7 separate regions of the Mus musculus genome follow, and all the other regions are linked to region 7. Evidence: chromatin contacts called from public HiChIP or PLAC-seq and promoter capture Hi-C data. All regions are on one chromosome and are shown on one strand. The core of a region is the stretch at or near the end of the contact, and the rest is flanking DNA. Distances in the headings are between cores, read along the strand shown. Region 1 has its middle 34 kb from the start of Gm33277. Region 2 has its middle 63 kb from the start of Slit3. Region 3 has its middle 3.3 kb from the start of Gm25799. Region 4 holds the start of Dock2 (dedicator of cyto-kinesis 2). Region 5 overlaps Spdl1 (spindle apparatus coiled-coil protein 1). Region 6 has its middle 24 kb from the start of Gm25799. Region 7 holds the start of Pank3 (pantothenate kinase 3).

What was found. Promoter capture Hi-C pulls out the DNA fragments that hold promoters and counts their contacts. HiChIP or PLAC-seq counts read pairs in DNA pulled down with a chosen protein or histone mark.
Region 1: a contact with region 7 is called in a promoter capture Hi-C map of hippocampal neurons, with 2.2 times the contacts expected there. The contact joins the enhancer-like site here to the promoter of Pank3 in region 7. A contact is called at or near these places in 5 of 39 promoter capture datasets (the 3T3-L1 cell line, hippocampal neurons and liver).
Region 2: a contact with region 7 is called in a promoter capture Hi-C map of hippocampal neurons, with 2.3 times the contacts expected there. The contact joins the enhancer-like site here to the promoter of Pank3 in region 7. A contact is called at or near these places in 6 of 39 promoter capture datasets (the 3T3-L1 cell line, 3T3-L1-derived adipocytes, cranial neural crest and 3 more) and 1 of 115 datasets of contacts at active chromatin or transcription factors (the NIH/3T3 cell line).
Region 3: a contact with region 7 is called in a promoter capture Hi-C map of cranial neural crest. The contact joins the enhancer-like site here to the promoter of Pank3 in region 7. A contact is called at or near these places in 3 of 39 promoter capture datasets (cranial neural crest, frontonasal cranial neural crest and second pharyngeal arch cranial neural crest) and 8 of 115 datasets of contacts at active chromatin or transcription factors (the NIH/3T3 cell line, embryonic forebrain, embryonic limb bud and 4 more).
Region 4: a contact with region 7 is called in an H3K27ac HiChIP or PLAC-seq map of large pre-B cells, with 4 times the contacts expected there. The contact joins the promoter of Dock2 here to the promoter of Pank3 in region 7. A contact is called at or near these places in 5 of 39 promoter capture datasets (the C10 cell line, cranial neural crest, frontonasal cranial neural crest and 2 more) and 2 of 115 datasets of contacts at active chromatin or transcription factors (bone marrow-derived macrophages and large pre-B cells).
Region 5: a contact with region 7 is called in an H3K4me3 HiChIP or PLAC-seq map of bone marrow-derived macrophages, with 4 times the contacts expected there. The contact joins the enhancer-like site here to the promoter of Pank3 in region 7. A contact is called at or near these places in 8 of 39 promoter capture datasets (the C10 cell line, cranial neural crest, frontonasal cranial neural crest and 5 more), 2 of 484 Hi-C or Micro-C datasets (the G1E-ER4 cell line and large pre-B cells), 14 of 115 datasets of contacts at active chromatin or transcription factors (the 230-238 cell line, the NIH/3T3 cell line, astrocytes and 7 more) and 1 of 9 other capture datasets (adipose tissue).
Region 6: a promoter capture Hi-C map of the 3T3-L1 cell line shows a contact between it and region 7, with 9 times the contacts expected there. The contact joins the enhancer-like site here to the promoter of Pank3 in region 7. A contact is called at or near these places in 9 of 39 promoter capture datasets (the 3T3-L1 cell line, 3T3-L1-derived adipocytes, cranial neural crest and 6 more), 8 of 115 datasets of contacts at active chromatin or transcription factors (embryonic fibroblasts, embryonic forebrain, embryonic hindbrain and 5 more) and 1 of 9 other capture datasets (adipose tissue).

The regions. Positions count from the first base shown.
Region 1 is chr11:34,973,949-34,977,259 of GRCm38.p6, forward strand. No RefSeq gene overlaps it. Among named protein-coding and RNA genes, the nearest start is that of Gm33277, 34 kb to the left of the region's middle. Within about 2 kb of position 1,878, at least 6 of the 459 cell types and tissues checked have an H3K27ac peak or open chromatin away from gene starts, as enhancers often do. A contact at or near this core is called in hippocampal neurons, where this site is marked.
Region 2 is chr11:35,056,483-35,059,463 of GRCm38.p6, forward strand. No RefSeq gene overlaps it. Among named protein-coding and RNA genes, the nearest start is that of Slit3, 63 kb to the right of the region's middle. Within about 2 kb of position 1,514, at least 4 of the 459 cell types and tissues checked have an H3K27ac peak or open chromatin away from gene starts, as enhancers often do. A contact at or near this core is called in hippocampal neurons, where this site is marked.
Region 3 is chr11:34,894,103-34,897,347 of GRCm38.p6, forward strand. No RefSeq gene overlaps it. Among named protein-coding and RNA genes, the nearest start is that of Gm25799, 3.3 kb to the right of the region's middle. Within about 2 kb of position 1,684, at least 6 of the 459 cell types and tissues checked have an H3K27ac peak or open chromatin away from gene starts, as enhancers often do.
Region 4 is chr11:34,782,297-34,785,228 of GRCm38.p6, forward strand. It overlaps Dock2 (dedicator of cyto-kinesis 2), which reads right to left and starts at 1,609. Exons shown (of 52, transcript NM_033374.3): 1 at 1,485-1,609. The coding sequence starts at 1,527.
Region 5 is chr11:34,813,315-34,816,386 of GRCm38.p6, forward strand. Spdl1 (spindle apparatus coiled-coil protein 1) reads right to left here. Exons shown (of 12, transcript NM_027411.2): 11 at 12-360. Among named protein-coding and RNA genes, the nearest start is that of Spdl1, 19 kb to the right of the region's middle. Within about 2 kb of position 1,722, at least 2 of the 459 cell types and tissues checked have an H3K27ac peak or open chromatin away from gene starts, as enhancers often do. A contact at or near this core is called in bone marrow-derived macrophages, where this site is marked.
Region 6 is chr11:34,873,086-34,876,085 of GRCm38.p6, forward strand. No RefSeq gene overlaps it. Among named protein-coding and RNA genes, the nearest start is that of Gm25799, 24 kb to the right of the region's middle. Within about 2 kb of position 1,331, at least 1 of the 459 cell types and tissues checked has an H3K27ac peak or open chromatin away from gene starts, as enhancers often do.
Region 7 is chr11:35,767,803-35,770,776 of GRCm38.p6, forward strand. Pank3 (pantothenate kinase 3) reads left to right here and starts at 1,693. Exons shown (of 7, transcript NM_145962.2): 1 at 1,693-2,145. The coding sequence starts at 2,118.

The DNA.
Region 1 (3,311 bases), core at 628-3,127, 790 kb before region 7:
TCATCCAAATAGTAAGAGGATAAACTTAAATGTGACTGACTTCCCAAACATTTGAAAGCACTGGAAATAGGCAGGCTCTGAGGCTACATGTGTAAGAGAATAAGAATTAAGACATAAGGTCAAACCAGCCAACAACAAAGTTGTACAGGCCTATGGCCATGGGACTGGAGGTTTATCAAGATGATTCAATTGAGGATTCCTGTAAGACTTCTTCCCAGGTTTCACCCATCTTTTGAAGACCTTCTGAGTTGTCCACATCCCTCAGTCAGGCTTGGGTTGGCTTGTCCTCTGAGAAGTGTGACCTTGGAAACTGGATGAAGAGTCTCTGGCCCATAAGATACTTACACCTGGCAGGTCCCCTCAAGGAAAAGTACCAAGAACACCTGCCCTGCAAAACTCTGTGGTAGTTGGGATGCAAGTGAGAAGAAAAGATGGGAGTCCCCACTCTGGTCAGTGGCTACTATGAACTTCTATCCATCCATTTATCTACCCATGAAACAAGATATATTTATTACATTCTTCCTGTATGTTAAGCACCATACTTGTATTGAACTACTTCATTAAGAAAAACTTTGCTTGTGGTATCTGAAGTATAAGATCTGGTATCTTCAGATATTAAGATATATCTGAAGTCAGTAAGCTCAGATTTAGGTTGTTATCCAAACTGGCACTAACCATTGAGATATCAAAAGTCATAGAGTATATATATATTTTAGGGAAACACCTATTTTCCATATTTAATACAATGTTAGGGCTATAATAAGTATTTCCTTCTGGTCTCTCTTTTGAGTTTACTCCTAGCATAAACATTTATGTCAAGTCTAGTTGTTATCCCTATTTCAAGTATAGCATGTAAGGAGTCGCCAGAGTACCCTCCTCCATCCCTCCCTCTCTTCCTCCCCTCTTCCTCACTGGCTCTCTATCTGCCTCCTCTTTCATATGGATTGACATGTAATGATTATGTATGTACACCCAAAGGGCATGTGGATCCTCCTTGAACTCCTAAAGTCCACTTTTGATTTCCTAATATCTACCAATTCCCGAGTTCAAGACTCTGCAATTTGAGAGTTCCTAGAATTTGGAGCAATTATGATTGCAGCTTCTTTTGCTCTGAAGCCACTGCAGCACCCGCCCACCCCTCTGAAGTTGGACCTTATCCAAACACGGAACTCAGCCCTTTCTTTGAGTTCCATAAGAAATGGACTTAACCACCAAAAGTATCTGTAGGCTTAACAGATGAATTTGTGTGTTGGTGGAAGAAGAGTGGAAGCAAAAACAAAAACCAAAAACCAAACAAAACAACAACAACAAACTTCAACAGATGCAATTTCGTCTGCTCTGTGTCTGCGAGTTTAGAGAGCTGGACAAGTCACTCCCCTTCTGTGTCTCAGTCCCTCATATCTCATTCTAAAAGGGCACCATAATATTTGCTCACAGGGTTAATATGTATGAGATTTATTTATTTTTTAACCAAAAGGATTAGGGCTAAAAATATAGCTCAGAAGTTAAGAGCAAGTACTGCTCTTGCTGAAGACCCGAGTTTGGTTCCAAACACCCACATCTGCTACCTCACAGTCATCAACTGCATTGGGGTCTGACATCAATGACCTCGCCAGCACTGCATCCAGCTGCGTGTACCCCAACCCCCTCCCCAACATATGCACATATAATTGAAGATGATAAAAATAAATCTTCTTGTAAAAAGGAAAGTCCTGGGTTTCATTTCAGCTCACATATTGGGAGAGATGATAGATAGCCAGGCAGATAGACACGAGACAGAGCTGAGTAAAGCTCTCATTTACACACATACATAGATGGGTACCACCACCATCGTTCCTTTAATTCCTGGCTTCTCTCACTCTGCCCCATTTGTTCCTCCTCCTCACTTTCCTCTCCTGTGAGCATTCTGGAAGAGAGACAGATTCACCCCAGCCCTCTGCTGTTCTTGTATAGAACAATTTCTCTTCTTTCTGCTCCGAGGTCTTGGCTCCCACTGACGTCATATCCCAAGCATGTTTACCAAGGTATTTTCCAGACAATGATCGCTTCCTCCTTGTGAGGGATTAAGGTGTCAAAAGTCATGATAATATTTTTTCAACTTGTTACATTTATGTATACACAAAAAGCTCCATGGCTTTAAATCAGTATTAAAAACACTGGCTGTGTCTTTGGGCTGTTTCACTCTCAAGAAATTCTCCGGTTCAGAGGAAGTAGCGTTTCCTGGCAGTGAGAGAGACTTCACTCAGTACATGCCTTCTAATGATGGCCAGGCCAGGCCGTCCGGGCCTCCTCCTTCCCTGGTCCTGGGACCTAGAGAATGACAGTAGCTCTTTTCTATAAAGGTCAAGGGGCTACAAGACCAGATGACTGGAACCTGGCACAGAAGTCAGTGATAGGAGGTTACCCGGAAAAGTATCTAATCTCTCTAGTCTCAGGATATCTCTTGCTTCTTTTATTCATCCGCCTTCAAAAAAGTCAGTCTCGTAGATGGAAGGAGATGTCTCTCAAGAAAGAGAACATATGATCCCAGAGTTTCACAGTCTTACTTATATGTTGGGGTTGGCTCGTAGCTGTGATGAACAAACAGGACTCCCAGAGAGCCACTCCTTTCTCCTATAAAGCAGGCACTTACACTCACGCATGTATGTGCGTGTGTGTCTGTGTGTCTCTGTGTGTGATTTTTATAATTTTTATAGAAAATGAGTCAAATAGACTCATACATCTATTTGAGTGCTGGTAGCAAATCACATTAAAAACTGAAACTTCCCATTGCTATCTCAGTTTCAGATCTACTCTGTGACTCCTTCCCTCTTTCTTACCATGGCCCAGAGAAGAAGACAGAAGTTTGATTGCTGTCTTTGGCATCAGTCAGAGGAAGAAGTTGACATTGGAAGAGTTTCGATGTAATTATAGTCTATCTTAGGTTTGGGATACGGATAGAGACAAACAAAGAGGAACGTGAGAGGCCTGTTCCATCTCTCAGGTGTGTCATGGAAAGAGTCCAGCTGGAGTCTCAACTTCATAATAATGAGCTTTGGGTTTTGGGCAAAACATACCAAGTGTGGTCTCCCTGTGTCACAGAGGAGCAGTGATGCCTGTCCACAAGGCTGTGACGGTTTGAGAGCAGCAGAGTTTTCTCCTGGGTTTTCAATACTGCCATTTCTTGAATGTTGTTCTTACCTTTTGGACCTTCCTCTCCAAATCCAGAAAACACCAGATGTAGACCTGGCAACAGTTGTTTTTCCCTCCTGACTTTCTTTTCCCCAGATCTTTCCATACTTACTATGCCCACTGGTCCTCTCGAGGACAGG
Region 2 (2,981 bases), core at 264-2,763, 710 kb before region 7:
CCCAGGAGATTGCATCACGTGACATGGGTAGCTCTCTCCGTGTTTGTGAGCTCCAACACCGAGATCTTCACACAGTGATGAAACAGCCTAAGGATACATTTCTCAGAATACGACCCCTTCATTCAGCAATGCATGCCTGTCTGCTGTCCTTTTGCTCTGGATATGGCAAGGAATTTCCATGTCAATCTCGCTCTTATTTGGAGACACTGCTCAAATGCACAGCCGAAGTGAAAAGCTTTGGAGCACAGAAGAGAAAGGGAGCAGTGAAGAGGCTGTGTAACAACAAACCTCGGACCATTGTGTCACAGCCAGGAAGAACCAGAACTTCTTTATAGACCGATCCTCCATCTTTGTAGAGCTAAGAAGCAAAGTCCAGCCTAGGGTAGAGTCTTGCCATGGAGAGCAGCAATTTATAGAATGTTAATTAAAGAGAAATCTAAATGAACATAGCTAGGGTGAGGTATCTCCAGGGGTCTTCAATTTACAAATGGGTTGGCCACTGGTGATGTAGACCAAGGTTCCTTAACCTTTTCCCAACCCTAACCCCTTTCACATTCTAGCACAGTCCATTCCAAAGATATGCTAGTTTGGAACTCACATGCTGAGACATCGTGGTAGACGAATACTGAAAATTTATTTTCTATAATTGAAACATATTTCTATGAAGCAGACCTCAGGTATGTAGATATATAAAATCTATGTAGAATGTATCTAAATCAAACATGTTCTGATGATTAATCATAATAAAATTGTATTTTAGAAGAATTTTTGATATTTACATATGTGTGAAACATATTCATACATGTTCATAAAGGACAAAAAAATTAATTTGCATATGAATTAGATTAACATTTTTTATTAATTTTTATGTAAAGAATTATACCTTGAATGCATATTTTATATTGCAGGTCAGGACTTAGCCTACATAGAGAATCTTGGATGCTTTCTAGAGTTTATTGACATTTTTATTTTTAATTATTAATGCTAAAAATTCCTCTTCACATAATTTCAAAGTTGTTGGAAATTTTGTCCTAATCCTAAGCCAGAATTCATTCAGTGATTTTTTTTAATAAAGCTCAAATTTACAACTTAATTTTTTTAAAAATGTATATGTGCATAGACATTGGACACATACAAGCATGGACACTCACATATGCATGCACATGCCATGGGATGCATGTGGGGGCCAGAGGACAAGTTGCAGGATCACATGAGTCATAGGAATTGAACTCAGGTTGTTGGACTTGGTGGCAAAATCTCTAGTCACTGATCCATCTTCCTGACCCTCAAGGGTTTTAAAATCAAACATTCTAACTTTACCCAATCCGAAGATACACTAATCTGATACTTACACACTGAGAATGATGGCAGGAAAACATTTAAAGCCTGTTTCCCATAATTAGAACATTATGCTTCTGTAAGAGCATAAAAAAAATTGTATGCACAGCAGAAACACTGTAATTCACAGCATAGAAGAGTCTGGAATCTGAGTGTGGGCGTTGTTTGGTTGGTGTTGCTAGGTGTGCTGATGCAAAGTGAAAAGTGTTCTGAATGTGTGCTTAAAGCTGCAGTGACATCACCCTAACTGCCGAAACATCTCTCCAGCCCCAGTCAAGGGCTTCCCCATCCTAGTTTATAAAACACCCGAGGTAGGGAGAATGAGATGCTAGGTGGCACTGACGCCCAGCTAATGATGCTCGGAGGACAGCGGTCAGAGGAAGGCACCTGGAAAGGTAGAGTTGGATACTGGATGCTCCCAGACAGAAGGACAAGAAGCCATCTGGAGAGAGCAGAGCATCATTCCATTTTAGCATTTCCTTATGCTTCAGACTCTTGGTTGTGATAATCTGTTATTCGCTCAGACGCTGGGAAGGGTTAGAAGGAAGCCGACTGCAAATCTCTTCTTAGAGCTCAGCTCTTCAGGTAACAGCTTGTATTGGTATACGTTACATCATCATATCACTGTGGACACAGAAAGAAATGACACAGACTGGGCTCAGAAACCCACTGGCCCCCATTTCTGAGGTCTAGAAGCCCATATCAAGATGTAGGCATGGATGAGTACTTCGGCAGCCTGTGAAACCGAGATGTTCCAAGCTTTTCTTGAAACTTCTGGGGTCCTCAGGACTTCATTGGCTTACAGAAAATATTTCCTCTGCACATGTCTCTCTATGTCCATATTTCCCCGTTTCTGTGAGCAACAGCTGTTCTGTAGTAGGGCCCACCTTAAGCATCTTAATCAAAGAAGATCTTAATTTTTTAAAATTTTCACTTATTTAATGTATGAGAGCTCTATCTGCATGTATACCTGTGTGCCAGAAGAGGGCAGTAGATCTCATTACACATGGTTGTGAGCCACCATGTGGTTGCTGGGAATTGAACTCAGGACCTGTGGAAGAGCAGGCAGTGCTCTTAACTGCTGAGCCATCTCTCCAGCCCAAAGATCCTATTTTTAAAATCACTCTTAGGATGTTCATCAGGTTGGGCCCAAAACCTGTGCTCAAATGATCCTTCTGCCTCTGTTTCCCAACTAGCTAAGTGCAGATAAAGCCACCTTTAAAAAAAAAATCTTTGTTTCCACATGTACAGACACATGCTTGTTCATGTATGGGAGCGTGAGAGTACACACACCAGTGACAGTACCTTCCACATTATTTGGGGCTGATTTGCCCCCCCACACACACACCCATCCCCCACCACACACACCAGGCAGGATAGCTGACCCAGAGCTTCCAGGGACCTCATATCTCCATCTCTCCACAGCATGGGCATTACCAATGTATGCTACCACATGTGGCCTTACTGGATTCAAGTTCAGATTCTCACCCTATTTCTAAATAAGGTCAGACCCACAGTTGCCTATGTGTGTCTTGTTTTTTCTCATTGTGATTGAGGTACTTAACAATGTAAAGGAGAGGGGGATTATTTTGGCTTACAGTATGAGGCAATACAGATGCTCAGGGTGGAAAAAGCATGGGGTT
Region 3 (3,245 bases), core at 434-2,933, 870 kb before region 7:
GTGGTTTCTGGGAATTGAACCTGGGTCCTCTGGAAGAGCAGCCAGTGCTCTTAACCACTGAGCCATCTCTCCAGCTCCTTATTATGTCTTATAATCATTGATTTGCTTGAGTAGTTATTTGGATGGCAGACTAGTTCATTGCAGTGTTTAAAGGTACAAACTATAGCTGTCTGGTATAGTTCTCACCAACACACACTCAGCACTCAAAAATAATTGTGGAAAATACAACCAAAGGGATTGTCTTAGTCAGGGTTGCTATGGCTGTGATGAAGCACCATGACCAAAGCACCTTGGAGAGGGAAGGGCTTATTAGGCTCCTGCTTCCTCAGCACTGTTCATCACTGAAGGAAATCAGGACAGGAACTCAAACAGAGCAGGAACCTGGAGGCAGGAACTGATGCAGAGGCCATGGTGGGTGCTGCTTACTTGTTTATATGCCATGACTTGCTCAGCCTGCTTTCTTTTAAAACCCAGAACCGTCTGTCCAGGGATGGCACTACCCATGATGGGCTGGGCCCTCCTCATCAATCAATAATTTTAAAAATGTCCTTCAGGCTTACCTACAGTCTGATCTTATGAAGGCATTTTCTCAATTGAGGTTCCCTCCTCTCAGATGACTCTATCTTGTGTCAAGTTGACATAAAACTAGTCAGGACAGGAATCAAATAATAATACAATGGAAGGGTGGTGCAAACGAAAGAGAGGAGAAGAACAGTAGGGGCAGGAGAGACAAAGGCGGGGTGAGAGGAGACCACTGTACTGGGTGCCCAGTAATCAGTCAGAATTTTATTTGAGATGTGGATATGAGAATATGAGAATGTCTTTGCCTCTACTCAAGACCTTGCCCACTTCCAATAAGAATGTCCTTTCCCCTGAAAAATTTGTTCTCTTCTCCCACACTAACTAGTTCTCTGAGGAGTAAATTCAGCAGCTTCATTTAGTGATCATGTGCTAGCATTGGCTGACAAGCCATTCTGGATTGTATAGATCAAAGTCAGGCTTCCATTATCCATAATCTCTGTTTGTCTCACAGGCCTTTGAGCTTAGCACAATGAGTTGCTACCCATGATTTGTTAGGAGTACATTTATTGGCCTGACCCATTTTCTCCATTTTCATCTCATGCTCAGGATGAGGCATAAGGAAGATGCTGTTTAGTGGACCCCCATCAGGGCGTTGCCAGTCATGGCTCAGCTAGTTACTGGCTCTCTCTGAAACCTGCCAGCTGAAGGGAAAAAAAAGATACCATCTAATATTAGTTCTACTTCCCAACCCCAAAACTCCACTCACAGATTAGGTGGACCTCTCTTGCTGGCTGACAAATATCGAAAGCCCGTTCTTCAGGAATCACGCTTTCTCCCCCAAACCCTTTCTGACGAGGGTCCTCCATCACCTCATAGATCAGATCTATCACGGGAGGTGCAGAGAGAAGAGGCCCACAGAGCCATGGGTGAGGTCATTTTGCATGAACCTGGTTCAGCAAGCATCACTTTCAGGAGGCTTCTTGCTGCAATGCACATCAAGCACACTCCAGGCAGATGTCCCCATCAGACATGGAGACCATTACTAAGGATGTGAAATGTTCCCGGCGTGGCTTGCTACAGCGCTTTATGGGATGTGAGAATGCCGTCTGTGATTGTTAGGAATTTGGAAAGGCTTTTCAGAATGGAAGCCGTCAGTGTCTCCGGGGATTCTCAGAGCTGTTCATACGGCAACATTTGCATTAGTCATTCCAGATGTGAGAGCCTTCCCTGATACTTAGTGAGAGGGGTTGAGGGTATTTCATAGACAGAAAATGATCTGTAAAGAGTGAGGGACAGAGGAACCTCCCTCCTCCTCAGTCCCTCCCTGTCAGCACAGAAAACAGTATCTTCTCTCATCACTAACACCCTGGCACTTACAGCCTCTTTTATTTCCATCTACTATTTAGGGCGACCCCTCAGCCAGATTGTCAGCCCTTTTGCAGCGGGGAGTCCTGTTTATGTCTTACTCATCTGTGTATCACTACATCATCAAACATCTTGTGCTAGAGATGTTAGAAGCAATTTTGTTTTAGCTCTTTGGTAATTGGTACATTCCATATGTTAAAAAGATGGCATATTCACTAACCTAAAACTCCAGTGTGCCAGCTGTAGGTCAGGTATTATTTGGGGATCTTGAGCTTCCACAGCACTAAGGATGGTGGAGATGGTACTGATACCATGCAAACTGCTAACAGTTCTGACAGCTAACCTGCCCTGAGTGTTTATTATATACAGAGTGTCATCTGCATATTGGATGCATCTAATCTTGATTTTCCTGATATTAACCTTGATGAAGGATTACGATTTACCTCCATTATTATTTTTAAAAATTTATGATTAAAATATGCAAATATTTAAAATATAAAATATTTTATTAATTTTTAAGGATTTTATACAATGTAATTTGAACATATAATCCCCAGTTCCTCCTCTTAACTCCTTCTGGATCCACTTTTACCTCTCCATCTCTTCTGTGGAAAAAAAAAATCAACCAAATTCAATTTCTGCTGCTCATACAGTATGAGTATGGAGCCTTGTCCTGGAGTGTGGTCCACCTTACTGGGATCTATAACTTAATCTCCCTTCCCTAGAAGCCATTTACTGTCAATAGTCATTTACTGACTCTTAGGGGTGGGGCTTGTGAGCCCCCCCCCCCCATGCTAGAATGTTGATCTTATACAGGTCTTGTGTAGGCAGCCACAGTTGCTATGGGTTCCTTAGTGCAGTGGTCTGGAGGAATTGTTTTATCCTGGTCTTCTCTAACCGCTGACTCTTATAAATCATGTTGCATCCTCTTCTACAGTGGCCCATGAGCATAAAATAAAATTATTTATTTCTGTGTGTATATGTGTGTGAGTATGTGTATGTGTTTGTGCCTACATGTATATGTGCATGCACGTGTGTGCTTGTTCCCACAAAGGCCAGGAGAAGGCATCCCAGCATCCGGAACTGGAGTTACAAGTGGTTGTGAGTGATGCAAGGTGAATGCTAGGAACTAAACTTTGGTCCTGCGAAAGGACAGAATGTGTTCTTTACCACAGAGCACTCTTTCTGCCCTGGAAACCCATCTTTCAAATGAAACACTAAAGAGAAGAATGACTATAGTGTGGGTTCTGATTTTAAGAGGGTCACCACCATGAAGGTATGTCACAAGATGAAATAATGGTAATGATTATTTACATATATAAAAATTTAAAAACAGCTTTAAGAAGTCCACAGCAAGA
Region 4 (2,932 bases), core at 359-2,858, 990 kb before region 7:
TCCTCAAGGCAGAAGCTGTGCCTTTCTTAAGCACACTGCCTTGCCTGGGAGGAGTCTACTCTGCTTCCACCCCAGGCCTTCTCTGGAGCTCTGATGGAGTCCTGTGGCAAGGCTGTAGCAGGAATGGAAAATAACCTGGTAGGGATTGCCTAAGGCACCCAGAGATGGCCCAGCTGTCTCAACTCCTCACACTTCTCTAACCTTTTGCCTCCCTCCAAGCCCTGTGCCCACCATCTCCAGTGGCCTTCACAATGCAATGCTATGAAATAGGAAAGTGTTAGTACCTGTCATAGAGTGGGGGGAGGAAGGGTGTGGTCTAGGCTTCCACTTAACCCACACCACACCCTTGCCTCCCCTCACAGCAGATTTAAGAGCCCTTCCTTTCTGAGCGTGCTTCTCCAGGCCAGCTAATTTGCCCTAAGACACAAGGTTGCCCCGCCCACATCCCCTGCCCTTTTCACAGTCCTTCTGTTCCTGTATAAATTGCTAGTGGGGATACCCCAGGTGGAAAGGCCGGAGTTGGAGAAGTTTTGAACTTTTAAAGGAGCCTTTATTGAGTCAAATTCAAACTTCCCATTTTATGGATGGAGAACCTGAGACCCCTTGCAGATATGACTTGTCAGTTCTCTGCTGGGGACTTTTCATCTCAAAGTGCCTCACAGTGCCAAATGCTTGCCTGTAGAGGATGGATAGATCTGAGAACCCCCAAAGTAGCCACTCTCAAACTGTGGCTCATGAATACACACACACACCCTGCATCTATCACTCCCACCTCTGAGCTGCCTCAGGCCCGGCCTGTTGAAGCATCCTCTCTTGGGGAGATCTGCGATCTGGCAGTATGGAAATCCCCCAGTCAACCTTTAAATTCTCACTTAGAGTTGGCAGGATTGCATCACTGGTGCCACTTAGAGTCACATTACCTGACACCTCCCTTCCCCCAGCCACCACTTCCGCCCCCAGTTTGAAGCAGAGGCTTCTGGGAGCTTAGATGGCTGAAGCTGATGAGGCTGTTTTCTCCGATAATTTGACAGGACTCACTCTCTCAAAAGCTCTAATGAAAGACCCCATTGGCTTTGTCCCGGCCCCAAACTGGATACCTGGGATATTAGAGCAGTTAGATCAGAGTCACCTGACCGAGAGCAAACCAGCAAACGAGATGGACAGAGCCATGGTGGCTTGAAGACTGGCTAATGGAGAGTGCTCTGTGCAAAGCAAAGTCTGGTACACAGAGCTGCGGGGCCACCTCATCTTAAGGATGTGTGAGCAAGCACTTGGGAGAGGCTGAAGGCAAGAATATACTTTCTCTGCCTTCATTTTCTCCTTCAACCCGGCGACTGCAGCAGAGAGAAAGCACTGCGTTCCAGACCATAAGTTAGCATGGCCCGCCCTGCCCTCACCCATCCTGCAGGTCCCATCACATCTGCCTCCAGCCACCTGCCCTCTGCCGCAGCGCAGACCCAGTGCCCACACTTGCCCACACCTACCCACTCCGTGACGCTCCTTGTCAGTTTTGCGCCAGGGGGCCATGGCAAGACCGGAGCCTTGAGAGCCTCCTGTTCTCTAGTGAAGAAGCTGGCTGGGGTGGTTAGGCGCCTTGCAGGGCCCCACTTCCTTCCTCTTTTTAAACTCTCTCTCTCTCAAGGTCCGCCTTCCCCTCCTCTGGGTCCCCACTCCCTCCTCCCCCTTCTTCTCCAGCAGGGGCACACACAGCCAAGGGCTAGAAGATTGCCTTCAAAATTTGGAGACCACCCTCATTTGTCTCTTCCGGAGGAAAGTGGCTACAAGGCATACAGGTACTTAAAGCCAACCCAGACCGCGAGGGTAGAGTTTCCCTGACTTCTGAACCCTGTTAGTGACTAAGCATGAGCTTTGGGGGCTGATCTTCATTTCTCGGTGTTTCGGGTTCTTCATCAGGAAGATGGGGTAAGATTGCCCCTTCACCTGCTTTTCCTGAGGATTAGAGAAGAACCTGTACTCAGTGAGTGACACGCTAGAGATGGGGTCACTTTAGTTAGCATCCTTTCTGTGCCATGAACCCAACTGGGAATCCGATGCCAGCCCAGAAGCCTCCCTCTAACACTACTCAGGCACACCAGCAGGTCTGGGCACCTTCACCACCAGCAAGCGTGGGCAGGGCAAGAGACAGCCAGGGTGAATTAGACAGACATTTCCCCACAAACCTGAAGTTTGCTCTTGGAATAGATTCAATTGAAGAGGAAAATATCTCTCAGGGCTACCATCACAATGATCTAAGTCTCCTTGAATTTTCTTTCTTTATTACCATTTCCCATAACCTCTTTCTGCCCTACCCCAGACACATTAGGAAAGACCAGGCAAAATCACTACTGACAGTTTTCACAAAATACCAATTTTCTTTCATTTTAATTTATTGGCTTTTCAGTTTCTGACAGCACAAGTTGGGTGCATCTGTTAGATTACTTTTCCCTAGGAACACATGAAACCCTCTACCCACCACAGATAGGGCTCTAATGACAGACCTTAGCAATGACTCCTCTCAAGTCTAGGTTGGGAAATCAAAGAGTTCGTTGAATTTGCTTCTAGGAACACAACTGAGGGGTTACTTAAAGGAGCATAGGTGAACCCCAAAACAGCTACATCACTAAAATGTCTCACCCCACATTGGATGAGAACTTCCCCATAGCTGCATAGGTATAGTCTCCTCTTTCATTAATCCATCACACACTCTGTCACCTCTCAGACCATGTGACTATGTATGCCTGAGACAAAGTTACATGCAGCTGCCAGAGACACTCAGAAAGGACTGGCTGAAATCCCAGAAGGGGTTCTAATGACTCCCCCACTCTCCCTTGGCAACAGGCCAAATCTTGGGGAATCTCTTGGGAATAGTCACAAGTGTTCTAGTGGCCCTTGTAAGAGCTAGAAGATTTGGAAGACAGCACAGCACAGCAGC
Region 5 (3,072 bases), core at 472-2,971, 950 kb before region 7:
AAGACACTGACCTGGGAGAATTGGGGGTATTCCCACTTTGTTCATGTAAGACCTCAATGTTGGCCGGACTATCCACAAGCTTCACACACTTCTTCTCCTTCTTCGGCTGTGTATCCAGATGCAGGTTCTTATGAGGAGAGAGGCTGGCTGGCTGCACACATGAAGAGGCTGGCTGTTTCCACTGCACAGTGTTATCTTTTAAGCTATTAAGACAGGATTCCTCCTCCCTGTGAGGTGGGAGTCTAGAAACTCCATCCTCAGTGGCACTGGCAGCAGCTGTTTCTTCTGTTTCTTCTGGCGTGGTTATATTCAATGGCAGCACCTCGCGCCTCCTTTTGAGTACAGGTACTTCAATTCTCTCTGAAAAACAGTCATTAAAATATATGCTTATTGAATAAAACAAAGACACAACCCAAGGAAACTCAGTGAGTTATACATAAACTCATTTCTCTTTTTGGTACTCTGAAGATATACTTTTCTCTTTGATAAAATATATACTTTTAATTTTCATGTAAGTATATACTGCATGTTGAGCACCCCACACACGTGGTATGTCCCCATTTTCTTGGCTCTCCTTCCAGCCTCCTTCACTCTCCTGGTCATCTTCATTTCTGCTTCCTTCCTCTGTTTTCACCCCGTCTCTCTGGCAGGCACTCTTCACTGTTCTCTTTCTGTGGTCCAGGAAAGGACTCCAGGCTTTACCCTCGCTGAACTCCAGCTCGGGCCCCACACACCATCAACTCTGTCTTCTAAGACTATCTGCAATGTTTTCCTTGTCGATTCTGTAATCTAGAAAGCCCAGGCTGACCAGGATGTGCAGGTGACAGCAGGAATGCAGGCCATCTTCCTGAAACCTCTGGGAGGGAAGGCAGCAGTGGCCGAGTCCAGGAGTTCTGGATCGGGTCCCACACTGCAGCCAGGTGATCTCAGGCAGTAACTTCTCTGCACTTCGATATCTTTAAATTAAAGAACACCAAACCTGCTTCATTCAGTACTGTCTTGTAGAGATGAAATGAAGGATGGAACTCTGAATATTGGTAATGTATGCCTACTGGACTCATCTATAAAATATATTCAGATGCTGGCCACTTGTGTGATGCACGTTTCCCCAGTCCCAACCACACCCTGCCTCCCAGCAGCTACTGCAGAGCCCCTATCCTCATGGCCTACTGATCCCCTATGAGGGTCCCACAGCCACTCAGTGACTTGCCCTAATGCCTTCCTCCCACCGACACATCAATGTGCCCTTTCATTTTCAACATCAGCACATCAGCGGCCTGAGGTCCTGCACAGGAAGGCTCCCTGCTCGCGCTGCTGCTCTCAGGTCAGCCAGACCCCACCTCTCTTTTCCTCTGTGCTTCTCAATCACCCTGACTCCCACCACCTCGAGTCTTTGCTAGGTTGGCAGACCTTAGAAATTCATAATGGGTAATTTTTTCTTTTCATAAGGATAATATTTAATTGGGGTGGGTTATATGTTCAGAAATTCAGTCCATTATCATCAAGGCAGAAACATGGCAATGTCATAATGGGTGATTCTTAATCAGGGGAGCCTATTGGAGTCAAAGAGAAAAAAAAGGATAAAGACGCCTTTAAAAAAAAAAAAAAACTATAAAAAAAAATCTTTCTATTGTGAACACCTCCCCCTAGTGGTGAGACTTAATAGAGTTCCCAGAGATGACTGCCGAGTTAGGCAAAGGACCTGGTGAAGAATCCTTAAACCTAACATGTTAGTTAACCCAGCCTTCTGGGGAGGAGATGGGTCAGAAGCACAGAATTCATACATTTCTTAACACTGACTTTCTAACTTTCAACCTCTATACCATACAACCCACTGTTTGCAATAGATCAGCTGCAAAGACTGGATAGGCAGGCTATTTCCTGAGTAATTAGATGTAGGATATTTCCCCCATCAAAATGGACAGAACTCTGAGTCAGGAATGATGGCGCACAGCTTTAATTCCAGCACTTAGCAGGCATCAGCAGTAGGTTCTCGAATTCAAGTATGGAGTATACAACGAGTTCTACACTCACCAAGACTGCATATATAACTTTGAGAACCTCTCAAAGTTAGGAAGGGAGGGAGGGAGGGAGGGAAGAAAAAAGTCAAGATGAAAGGTGGAATAAGAATCTTTATTTCCATCAATTATCCTTCCAGATAACAAAAAATATAAGGAAAAAAACCAGTGAAAATTGAAGTAGATGACATAAACCACAGAACTGATCAACCAGAGTAAAGAATAGTGAGCTTTAAAGATAGGCTGCTTGAAAATAAAGAAGAAAACGAAAATGAGTGAGAAGGAAGAAAGAAAATGTCAGCATTTTAGGAGATACCATCCAAAGGTGTCCAGAAGAAAACTAGAGAATGACAAAAAGTGCAAAGTTTATCCAAAGGAATAACAGAAAACTCTATAAACCCAAGAAATGTAAAAAGATGGGAAGATCAAAAGTCTGGACAGAGTCAAATTCTCAAAGGTCAAAGAGAACATTCAAGAGCAGCACAGGGCAGGTGAGAGAATGGCAGCACTGCAGGGGACTTCAGATACTGAAGGGGAAAGCTGCCGGACACCCTTCCCTAATAAAAGCTAAAGGATGCTCAAAAGAAAGAGAAGATACCCCGGGCGGTGGTGGCGCACGCCTTTAATCCCAGCACTCCGGAGGCAGAGGCAGGCGATTTCTGAGTTCGAGGACAGCCTGGTCTACAGAGTGAGTTCCAGGACAGCCAGGGCTACACAGAGAATCCCTGTCTCGAAAAACCAAAACCAAAACCAAAAAATAAGAGACAATGCAAATGTGCACCATGAAACCATGCGAAGCTGGGGAGGAGGGACATGCTCAGTGGTTAAGGGCACTAGCTGCTCTTCCAGAGGACCTGAGTTCAGTTCCCAGCAACCATATGGCAGCTCACAACTATTCTTAACTCCGGTTCCGGGTTATCTGACATCTTCCGATCTCTGCAGGCACCAGGCATGTACATGGTGTACAGACAGACATGCAGACAAAACACTCATATACATAGAAATAAATTTTGAGTGTGGAAGAAGTATCTGAAGGTTTAACCCCTGAAATACT
Region 6 (3,000 bases), core at 81-2,580, 900 kb before region 7:
ATGGGCCACACTGGTAGGAGATTTCTGAGTTCAAGGCCAGCCTGGTCTACATAATGAGTTCCAGGACAACCAAGTTTAGGCAGTGAAGGGAAACCACTGAAATCAGAAATGGTAGGAACATGGAAGACAGAGGTACAGAGATCAATGTAGGTCATAATGGCCCTCTCAAGAGGTTTCAGAGGAGAATATTATAAATGGCTTAGAGATTGATCTTGTGAAATTTTGGTAAAGAATGTGGCTTCCCCCCCACTCCCAAGTCCAAAAACTCTGCCTGAGGCTAAATTGAAGAGTTTGGATTAACAGTGTTGGCAGAGAGTTCAAGACTGTGTTGCTTGGTTATTAGTGGCCATGTTTATGCAAATCTATAATGGAAAGGAGCAGGGTGAAGAACCGCGTTTACAAAATGTTCAGTTTGAGGAAAAGGAAGTGTAAGGAGGCTAAATCCCATGTTTAAGGAGATAAAAAGTTTAAAGAAAAACCTGATCTAGGGGAATCAAGTGAATGGTGAACTCAAGGCAAGACCCAGTTTAGTTTCCAACTCGTAAAAAAGAATTAAACAAAAGTTTAGGGTTGGGTGTGGTGGCCCACACCTTTAATCCCAGCAGTTGCAAAGCAGATGCAGGCAGGTTTCTGAGTTCAAGGCCAGCTTGGTCTACATAAAGAGTTCCAGGATAACCAAGTTTAGGCAGTGAAGGAAACCACTGAAATCAGAAATCTGGTGAAAATGTATTTGAACAAGAGGGCCGTGTTCCAGCCCCAGCAAGCAAATGAACTTGGCAGCAATGAGCTTCTGGCTTAAGAGTCAAGGATACAGGAAAGGGATTGTGGAATCTCCCTCTGTGGCTAAGGAATGCTTCTGAGGCCACCTGTGTGTCAGGGGTGTTCCTCCATGGAGACCCAGAGAGACCATTGCATGAAGCTGTGAAGATGAAGCCTGGATTGCCCTGCAGACTCCAAGATGTTAGAGATGCCAGCGCCATGGGATACCTGCCAAGGGAAACTGCTAACAGGGTGTGACACCAGCCCGAGAGAAAGAAGTGTGTTACAATTAACAAAGCTGAAGGGAGCTTGAGGGCTGAAGAGCACTTTGACATCAGACTTGGAGATACAGAGTTTGGAGTGTGGCTTTTGTCCAGCATTTCCTCACTATTCTCCCACTGCCCTGCTTTGGAATGTGTATCCCATGCCATTGTATGTTGGAAGTACTCCATCTGTCTTTTTAATCTTGATTTTACACGGGGTTACAATTAAGATATTGCCTTGAGTCTCAGAAAAGACATTGAACTTTAGACTTTTAAGTAGTGTTGAGGCTGTTACAGACTATGAGAGCTTTAAGTTGGACTGAATACATTTTTGTATTGTAGTATGGCTACAATGCTATTGGGGCACCACAGAGTAGAATGTGTGGTTTGAATAGGAATGGCATCCATAGACTAATATTTGAATACTTGGTCATTAGAGAGAGTGATGCTGCTTGACAGAGATTAGGAGGTGTGGCCTTGCTGGAGTAGGTACAGCACTGGAGGAAGTATGCCACTGGGAGTGGGCTTTGGGGTTTCAGAAGTCCAAGCCAGGCCCACTAGCTCTCTCTCTTCCTGATGTGGATCTGGATGTAGAACTCCCAGCTGCGCCGGGCGTGGTGGCGCGCGCCTTTAATCCCAGCACTTGGGAGGCAGAGGCAGGTGGATTTCTGAGTTCGAGGCCAGCCTGGTCTACAGAGGGAGTTCCAGGACAGCCAGGGCTATACAGAGAAACCCTGTCTCGAAAAACAAAACAAAAAACAAAACAACAACAACAAAAAAGAACTCCCAGCTGACTCTCCAGTACCATTTCTGCCTGTATATTGCCATGCTCCCAAACATGATTATAATGAATATCCCAAGCTGTAAGCAAACCCAAATTAAATGCTTTCTCTTACTAGACTTGCTATGGTTATGGTATCTCTTTATAGCAGTAGAACAATCACCAAGACAGTCTTCTTTTTTAATTTTAATTTTTTTTTTTATTTTTGGTCTCAGTATGTTTTGGAGAGATCTTTTTCATAAAGAGTTACATATGAACTCTAGCCTTTTTAAATATTACACAGCAGGGTGTTCCTAAATAGCAATCATGCTAACATGAATTGGATGTCTGGCATGTGTCAAATGTTTTGGCCTTTAATGGAGAGTAACTTGTCTAATATTTTTTGTTTGTTTGTTTTTTGAGACAAGCTTTCTCTGTGTAATCCTGGAACTCACTCTGTCTAATTTTTAATAATGCTTTATAAACAATGGCATTTCACGATTGTTTTACATTTAGCAAAGCTGATTCACGAGATAGGTAGATAATTTTGGCAAGTGTAAATTGTTAGTAAGCAGTGGACTATATAGTTTTGATGGCTTTGTTTCAAACACTATAGTTTGTTCCTAGTATAAGCATACCACACTCTTGTTTTTTATTTATTTTGGGATGTGTGTGTGTGTGTGTGTGTGTTATATGCTCACATGTGTGTGTATATGTTTGTGTCTTAAGCACTTGGGTATGAGGGCACACATGTATGTCTTATTTTGCTTTGTTGCTGCTCTCTGTTTCTTTAAGAAAGAAATGGTTTCTCTCTGAACTGGAAGTGAGGCCGTCTGTCACGTAAGCTTCTGGGATCTACCTGTCTCCACCACCCCTGAGTGCTAAGGGTTAGACACTCACAGATCTGCCAGAACTTCATATGGGTGCTGAGGATTTTAGTTCAGGTTCCAGGCTCATTCTGTTAGTGTTCTTGCCCACCGAGTCACCTTCCCAGCCCCCAACACAACACACTTTAACATTCTTTGCTTGTATCTTTATCCTAAACAGTATTACATTGGAAAGCTTTGTTTACTTGCCTTTGTTTCTATGTACAAATACTTAATATAGAGTAGAGGCCTTAAAAGGACTCTCTGGGTCAAAAGTCCAATACATATAAAATTGTGACAATTTAAATAGGAGGACACTTGTTGCATTGGTCAGTTATTTGACTTCCTCAAT
Region 7 (2,974 bases), core at 443-2,942:
TGCCTGTACCTGCCTCCCCAGAACTAGGATTAAAAGTATGGGCCACCATCGCCCTGGTCCTTTCTTATCTCCCCCTTTCCAGCCCCCAATAGGGTGTCTCTGTGTAGCCCTGGCCTTCCTGGAACTTGATCTGTAGACCAGTCTGGCCTGGAACTCAGAAATCTGCCTGTCTATGTTGGGATTAAAGGCATGAGCCACTACCACACACCTGGCTTCTCTCTCTCTCTGCCCTTGCTTTATCAACTGTTTCAGTCTGTCTTGTGTTGCCTATATCTAAATACTTGAGACTTGGTATGTTATGGGGGAGGAGGGTGTTTAGTTACCCTTTGGAGGCAGGGGTGGTCTGACAAACATTACACGGTAAAATCCAAAGAAGAATGTCAAGTGAATCTGAAAGTCGCCAGAACACCAAAGCTAACTTTCCATTATATCCACCAGTACACAGTAATTAAACCAGACCTGCCAGACCCAACTCATTCCCATAAGCTCTAACCTAGTCCCATGAGATGTAATACAGTCTCTAGAGAAAGTCATTGATCAACCGCAAGACTGGTGTCCCCATTACCCAGTCACTTCCTGAAGGCCCCACCTTCTCACACTACTTCATTGAGAAATGAAGCCTCAGTGTGAATTTTGGCTTAGAGCAACTAAATCCAAACTATAGCAATCAGCAAAGGCAGGACAGCAGAGCTCGCCAGTTAGATTGTTTCTTGGAATGCTATCTTCCAGGGCCAACTCCCCAGGGGCAAGCACATGGAGGTTCCTACCAAGCCACATATTGTCAATGACTGAATTCTTTGCCATCTAAGACATAAAAGTGGAGGAGAGGCCATGTCCTTGATACCATCTCTTCCTTTTCCGATGGATGATCTCAAATCACAAGAGGCGTAGAGAAAAGGGTATCCTGGGTTTATTCTGAGAACTGGTGCATCTAATTCTTTTCTCTGAAAGTCACTTTCCTCTTTATAATGAGGAGCTAGACTAGAGAGATCCTGTGAGGAACCTGAAAGGCATGTGCTTTCAAACGTTTTGTTTTATGAGACAGGGTTTCTCTGTAGCTCTGGGTGTCCTGGAACTCGCTCTGTAGACCAGGCTGGCCTCGAATTTCCAGAGATCTGCCTGCCTCTGCCTCCACAGAGTTCAGGGATTAAAGGCGTTGCACCACGACCATACTACAACTTTCAAGTGTTTCGACTGCCTCGTTCCTGCCGTATCTTCACAGTAAATAAAACTCGCATGTGACTCAAAAGGCTGCTAGACTACATTACATTAAATAATAATTATGTAGCAAATGTTACCATCTTTAGTGACCTTCCAACCCCAATATTCAAGGTGTTCCTTTAGCGGATGACTTATCTCATCAAACGTATTCAGTGGTCTGGACCCCTGAATTTTGACACAGCCATCACAGGGAAAAACCATCAAGAGGAAAATCTGCGACTGCGTGACAGCCACAGCGCCCTCAGAGTTCACAACCCCTCTCTTCTTTCAGCCGCTACGAGACCAGAGCCCGGGAATTGCCAGGACCGCCCACGGCTTGCTACCATTGGCGGCCTCCTTGCTGGCGTGACTAAGGCTCCGCCTCTTCCCCGCTGGGACCACTCTGAGGCGATCTCCGGAAGCGGAGGGGGGCTAGAAATAGGGGTCGAGAGGCATCCTGGGCTTTGTAGTCCGCCTGAGCATCTGCCGCAGGAGAGTGGAGCCTCACTCTACGGAGAACTACAACTCCTAGCAGCCCCGCGGAGAGCGAGGCGAGGAGGCCTGAGTCACGTGGGCGCTGGGCCTGGGCGGGCTATTTCTCAGTGCGGCGGCGGCGGCGGCGGCGGCTCGGGGGACCGGGGCCTTTTGTTCGGAGCGGCTGCGGGGGGCCACGGAGCGGCGAGGCCCGCGGCCTTCCCCGGCTCGCTCGGTCCCGGCCGCCCCTTGCGGGGTTGCTGGGCCGCCCCGTGGGCCGCCTGTGGCCTCAGGCGCCGCCGCCCCGCCCTAGGCCCGCCCCACCCGGCCTGAGGGGAGGAACCGGCCGGGCCTCGCCGCGCGGCCCAGCCAGCTCCGGAGTATTCACCTCTCCTCGCTGAGCTCTGCACCCGAGGCTACCCCTCGCGCCTTAGGCCGACGCCATGAAGATCAAGGATGCCAAAAAACCCTGTAAGATGGGACCGGGGACCCGTGGGTTGGGAAGACGGGCCTTGGAGCCTCTGGCGGAGCGGCCCGCTTTAAGCTCGCGACTGTTCTCGGACGCCAGCCAGGGAGGGAAGGGAGGGATCGCTGCAGCCCCAGGTTGCAGGCGGCGGGCTTCCCCACCCCCATGCATGAGGGCCAGGCTCCTGCGGTCCCCCTGCCCGCTGCTCTCTTGCTCCTGCAGATCTGGGAGGTGCACGGGAGAATCTTGACTCGGGTTTTACCAAAATGGGAGCACAGCTACCAGGCCCCTCTTGAAAAGAGGTAGTCATGGCTGTCAGATAGGGGTTGGTACACCACCTCCCTCCCATTTTCCCCAGTTTCTGGGTTTCCTGCGCGTGTCCTTGAAGTCCAGGTGGGTTCCTGGGAGTTGTCAGCCTTGCATTTGGAGCTGTTCAACGCTTGTGCATGTACTCTGCCTGTAGATAAATTAATGGCTTGGGCAGTTTAGAAAATCAGCTGGTTTTGTGTTTTAGGGAGCAGATAAACACCAAGGTTAAACATCGTATTTCAGCTATTTCGAACACATTAATATGGTGATAAATACCTCGAGCTTTTTTCTGTAGTTGTACATGCATATACATGCAAAGGTTCTAACCCTGTTATGAGAGACACATCAAGGTTCACAAGCTGTCTTTTAAATGCCTCTTATTCCTGCGGTTGGCTTGTTTATTGGCTCAGTCTTTGTGAATGTTGTTCTTTCATTCTCTACTAACTGGGCATGTGGGGATCTGTGTTCCTGTCATAGAGGTTTTACAGATTTTAGTGTTTTATGCCATCTACAACTGCGCCTAGA